2 separate regions of the Mus musculus genome follow, and region 1 is linked to region 2. The links are chromatin contacts, called in public HiChIP or PLAC-seq maps. All regions are on one chromosome and are shown on one strand. The core of a region is the stretch at or near the end of the contact, and the rest is flanking DNA. Distances in the headings are between cores, read along the strand shown.

Evidence for each region. HiChIP or PLAC-seq counts read pairs in DNA pulled down with a chosen protein or histone mark.
Region 1: a contact with region 2 is called in an H3K27ac HiChIP or PLAC-seq map of embryonic stem cells, with 8 read pairs. The contact joins the enhancer-like site here to the promoter of Armc9 in region 2. A contact is called at or near these places in 3 of 484 Hi-C or Micro-C datasets (B cells, centrocytes and group 2 innate lymphoid cells), 2 of 115 datasets of contacts at active chromatin or transcription factors (both in embryonic stem cells) and 2 of 9 other capture datasets (adipose tissue and pancreatic islet).

Annotation. Positions count from the first base shown.
Region 1 is chr1:86,187,653-86,190,727 of GRCm38.p6, forward strand. It overlaps Armc9 (armadillo repeat containing 9), which reads left to right. Exons shown (of 25, transcript NM_030184.2): 11 at 1,225-1,336. Among named protein-coding and RNA genes, the nearest start is that of Armc9, 34 kb to the left of the region's middle. Within about 2 kb of position 1,574, at least 36 of the 459 cell types and tissues checked have an H3K27ac peak or open chromatin away from gene starts, as enhancers often do. A contact at or near this core is called in embryonic stem cells, where this site is marked.
Region 2 is chr1:86,153,403-86,156,181 of GRCm38.p6, forward strand. It overlaps Armc9 (armadillo repeat containing 9), which reads left to right and starts at 1,378. Exons shown (of 25, transcript NM_030184.2): 1 at 1,378-1,441.

The sequences.
Region 1 (3,075 bases), core at 324-2,823, 34 kb after region 2:
TTTATTTTTGTGTATGTATGTGTTCCAGTTTACCTGTGTATACACCACATGCATGGCTTGCAGAGGCCAGAAGAGGGTATTGGGTCCTGTCAGTATTCTTTGTAATGTGGGTCAATCAAAGAAAGGGGGGTACTACAGAATGTAATTCAGACTCTAAGGCAGCAGGAATGGAACCTTGATCAGCCATGCAAAGATATTTTTATTGTTAAACAAAAGCTGTTGGGGGGGGGTGTAAAACAAGTTCCTCATCCCAGAGTCCCTAATCTAATCTGTTTTTCCTGAAGGAAAACCTCGGGCCTCTGCAACTTTAGTCCCATTGTGTAGTGTTTGCAGTGCGTAACAATAGAAGACCTTCCAGGTGTGCCAGGAGTGTCCCCTGACCAAGGTCATGCAAAGACTGAAAAGCTCCTTCAGAACAATAAGTCCATAGACAACAGAAAACAATCACTGATTTCTACAATGATTTCTTCAAGGTCAAGGCACTTCCAGAAAACTACTGTCACTGATGTCTACCCTAGTCACTGATGTCTACCCTGGAGACAGTGAAAAGCAACTGTTTCCTTCTGAGGTTTACCCTAGAGTGATTCTACTAGCATTCCTATGACAGGGTTCCCAGAAATTGGAGTTACAGATGGTTGTGAGCCACCATATTAGTGCTAGGAATGGAACCTTTATCCTCTGTAAGAGCAGCAAGTACCCTTAACTGCTGAGCCATGTCTCCAGCCCTCCACGAGACTTCCCAGTGTTAATATTTTACACAAGCCCTATGCAGTTAGCAAACTCAAAAAGTCAGCATGGGTTTAGGGAGTTGGACTTACGTGACTGACACAGCCTATAATCACTGTACTTGGGAGGCTGAGGTGGGAGGGTCAGCCTGGGCCACACAGTGAGACTCTGTTTGAACACAGAAACTAAAACAAAACCTAGTATGTAATTTTTTTCTTATTATGTAAGTAATTCATGCTTATTACAGAAAATTTGCATACCACTGAAATCTAAGAAGAATTAAATTTAGCTACATAAAATCCATCCAGCATTACAGGCAGGGCTGATCTGGCTGACACTGGAATTCTGGGAGCTGAGTTGGGTGGCAGTTGGGCCACTTCAGGATCCTTTGGTCTAAGCAGGTGTCCTGACTGATTGATGCTCAGGAGATGTAATGGCATGCCCGCCCTTTGCCCCTTTCTTCTCTTTGAACTTGCTGCGGTGCTGGGTGCTTCGCAGGAAGCTGAAGGATGTCCCGCTACTGCCCTCCCTGGATTATGAGAAGCTGAAGAAGGATTTGATCTGGGGGAGTGACCGCTTGAAAGCCTTCTTGTTGCAGGCTCTGCGCTGGGTAGGTACCTTCCCCTTGAAGTTAAAAACAAAAAGCAGAGAGGCCAAGCCAACACTGCTTTTCTTGATTGGCGACCTGGTAACTTGGCTGGAATCACGTAACCCCTGTACTAAAAATCCCTTCCTGCTACCTGCCAACACCAAGACCTGAGGTCAAAAGCTGCTCACTGGCTCCAGCCAGGTGTGGGAGCACCAGCCTTTTACTCCAGTTTACAGAAGGCAGGGGGAGCTAGAGGTCTGTAAATTCAGGACCAGCCTGCTCTACACAGCAGGAGCTAGACCAGCCAAGGCTACATCGTAAGGCCCTTCCCCCAACCCCAGCAAGAAAATCAGCTCCTGAAACAGGCCTTAGTCTTACTGTGACACATTCTATATTGTTGTCAACTGACGTCACCTGTCACCTTCATGTGTGATGTGGCAGCCACCCCTGCCTGGTCACATGCTGTATTCAACTTGGGGCCTGCATTTTAGTTAGAGTATGTAGGCAGGCCCAGCCAATCACGACTCCAGAGAGCCCTGGGAACAGATACTGATCAGTAGCCACACTGGGTAGGCCTCAGGACAAACACAAGTCTCATCTGGGTTCCCATGCCTCCTCAGTCTGGGTTGACCGGTTGCAGCCTGGGTCAGTTTTCAAGCATTCCAGACCCCTCTGCATTTTCAAGTTATATGCCCAGAGTTCTCTGAACTACACTTTGAGAATCTTTCACCAAACAATCCTTTCAAACTCACCCCAGAGTACTGTCAGGCTCCTTGGTGGATCCCCATAGTTCAGAGAACCCTGGGGCCAGAATTCTTCAAGTAGCCTCACTACCCTTGAGTAGAAATAGTCCTCAGCGGTGCTTAGCATCCTAACCTGGCCTCATTGGGAACTACGAGGGATACTGGGGACCCAAGGGAACCCTGCGGTCTCTGCTTTGGTTTGTAAGGGCCTGTTGACCAGGTGGGTGGGCAGGGAGAGTGATCAACCAGGACTGCCCACCCTGGTCTGCTCATGTTACCACACTCACCCTGCTTGGCCACCCAGCTGGGATGCAGTCCATTCACTCCCTGGGCTTCTTGCTGAGAAAGGGCTTCCCTTAGAGGAGAAAACTTTAATAATCAGATAATCAGAAAAGGATTGCTTTGCCTTTGTTTCTCTCCAGTTCCCATGCACCCTCATGGCTCCATAGTAATTTCCCCAAGTGACATTTTAAGTAGTCCTTTAGCAGCCCCATCTTCTGTGGTGATCAGGTCAGTTAATAGTTCTTCCCTCCCTCTGAAGGCCTTTCCTTCTTCCTGTCTGTGGTGTCTATTGGCTGTGGCCTGGCTTTTGCCCATGCTGCAAACCAGGATGTGTCAAGCACACCACATTGTCCTCAGGCAGAAGCCGATTCTGAACCACAAGGTGTTTATTTTCCTGGAAAAGCAATCACATTTGCTCTTGTCAGGTACACAGCTTTCTCCTGTCCTAACACAGACTGCCATGTGCAGCGTGGGCAAGGGCCAGGTCAGAGCCAGGAGACACAAAGACAGGAGGAAGGAGAGGCCTTCAGAGGGAAGGAGGAGCTGCTAGCTGACCAGATCACCACTGAAGAGGGATTGCTAAAGGACTGTGCCAAAAATGTCGCATGGAGGATTGCTGTGGAGCCACATACTTCCCTCCAAATCTTCTTCCTTATGGACATTACATGAATTCATATAGCAGCATAACAAATTGAATGCCTTCCCAGATTCTAACCAGCTAGGCAACCTCTCTCC
Region 2 (2,779 bases), core at 128-2,627:
TGGGTGTTGCCATGGGTAAACAAGAGGACCAGCTGCTAGCTGGGAATTGAGTTGCATGGGATTCATGAGGAAGAGTGGACAGTTTTATGGGTCCTTCCCAGAACACAAAAGATGAGTTATTTGGGGAAACAAGGGTGTTGACTGCAGCAGTTTTGCAGGTGCACAGAATTCTGGAAAAGCACAACAGTGTTCACCTATAAAACACAGAGCCCGCCTGTTATTCATCCTGGAGACACAGGAATCAATCAGAGCACCTATGTGACTCACTTAGAATGATGCTGGGCACAAATATGGCGTATTCAGCAAATAAAAATTATCCGAAATGTAAATAAAATTGGCTGTTCTATATTTCATCTGATAACACTTGGCACACAGTTAACTGAGAATACTTCTAGGGGAAATTATTTTCAAGCTATATTACCTGGACAGGACATAGGACATAGTACTCTCTTCCTAAATATAGCCTTAGTTAGAAGACATCCTAACTCAAAGAGCATTGACAGAGCAGAGAGCTCAGGAGACAGGGCCTCTGCCCATCCTAGAGCAGCTGCTTCTTCTTTCTTCCTCCTCCTCCTCCTTTTTCCTCTTCCTCCTCCTCCTTCTTCAAAGGCGAGGGCACCTCCCTTCTCAAGTCCTCTGGACAGCCTTGGGAGGCTCCCACCTCTTTTTTTCTGTATAGCCCTGGCTGTCCTGGAACTCACTCTGTAGACCAGGCTGGCCTTGAACTCAGAAATCCGCCTGCCTCTGCCTCCCAAGTGCTGGGATTAAAGGTGTGCGCCACCACGCCCCGCGCAGCTCCCACGTTTTGAAGGCCTGGAAAGTGGTACTATAGAGACTTCTACCACAAAGCCTCAGCACTCCGAGGGGAAGGGAAGGGTTTTCTCTGGCCTTAAGCACTGACTTTGGACCAGAGATTAAAGAGTAGTAGCTCTGAATACACGCAGGGCAGTGGGCTGGCCAGAATTCTGAGTAGTATTTAATGCACGCTCCTTTACTAAATAAATAGGCCCTGGAATCAAACTCCCTTCGTCCGGCTTGGAGGAAAGCGCCTTTAGCTCTAAGCCATCTCGCTGGCCTCCGAATCTGTTTTGTTTTACAAACCTAAATTCATACGGGAAAGACAAAAGTGTCTCTAATACTTCCCGGAAGACTCTGTCGTAGGTGAAAGTGTGGTGCTCGGATCTTACATAGGCAGATCTGAGTTATCGTTCGTCTGCAGTCTAGACTAAAGTCACCCGCACGCCACACGCCTGTACGGCCTCACTTCCGGTACTCACCACGTATGGTACCTCCCACTCTCCCTCCCAGGATGCTCCACGTCGTCTTCGCCCAGCAAGATTGGCCGAGTCGCCTCACGTGACTTCGGCTAGCGGTAGCGGTTGCCCGGGTGACGGCCGGCGAGCTGGCGGTCTGGAGGAGTGAGCGCAGAGCCCTGCAGCAGGTAAGCGCGGCCCTCCTTGCGACTGCACCCTTGACACAGCCCTGGGATCATTGCATGGAGGGCTCGCCTTGTCGGACCCGGTTCCTTCCTGGCCAGGGCCCGAGGCGGCCGCTTGAGCATCCCATTGCTTCCCCCCAGGAGCCCCCGACTCCGCTGCGCTGCGGTGGGGTGGACTTGGAGTGGCCCCGGGCCTTCTCGCTGAGCATCTGCAGCAGGATCTCGTGGCCTGGGGCATTTAGCGCTCTCTCTCTCTCTCTCTCTCTCTCTCTCTCTCTCTCTCTCTCTCTCTCTCTCTCTCTCTCTCTTTCTCTCTCTCTTTCTCCCCCGCCCCCATAGTTTATTAGTAGTCTTCCTTCCCAGCGCCCAGGACACTCTCAGACTTCACTGAATCTAAGTGGAAGCATGTTATTTGCAGGACAAATTCATCTTCTCCTTATCCAGCCAGCTGTAGGCCTGAATCTCTCGCTGATGGAGAGATGGCATCGTCACCGCATGCAAAACACTACAAACAGTTTACTTCTTTCTTCACAAGGTAGATCCTTAGCCCAGAGGTTGTTTGGTCTAAGTTAACTGAGCTAAGGAGACAGGACATCCATCCAACACAGAGGGTTCAAGGGTTGCTTTGAACTCACAAGAGATATACACTTGCTGACCAAGCCTGATGACTTGGAACGCCAGGAACCACACTTCGGAAGGAGAGGCCCAACTCCTGCACATTCTCCTGAAATATCAGCATAGATTTAATCCTAGCTCTGGAGAGACTGTGAGTTTGCCCATGAGATGGGAAACTGTGCTAGTTAGGGTTTCTCTTGCTGTGATGAAGTAGTATGACCAGGAACAGCATAGGGGAAGAAAGGGTTTATTTTGCTTAAGATTCCACATCTTTGTTCATCAAAGGAAGTGAGGCAGGACAGGATCCCGGTTGTGTGAGCCGATATGGATGCTAAGGCCATGGAGGAGTGCTGCTAACTAACTGGCTGTCATCTTATGTACATCCTTATAGCCTCCATGAACTCAGAATTCCTGGTACCCTGACACGTTGCCTTAGTCAGTGTGGTTCCTACCGTCCCCTTTCTTCAAACCATTACTCTGTTTCTAATGAGATGGTGACCTGGGATTCCCTGAATCCCTTTCCATCCAGCTCCAGGCCTGTCTGAACCAGGCTGTCTAACAGGCATCTTGGGGCTTAACGCCACACACAATGCTTGCCTTGAGTTATGAAGGGGATTCTGATGCAGGAGCATCAGTGAGAGGACATTGAAGTCAACCAGTGGGGAGTTCCTCTGGGAATCCACAGCACAGACGACTGGAGAGTAATGGGCCAGAAGAGGTGTTTTC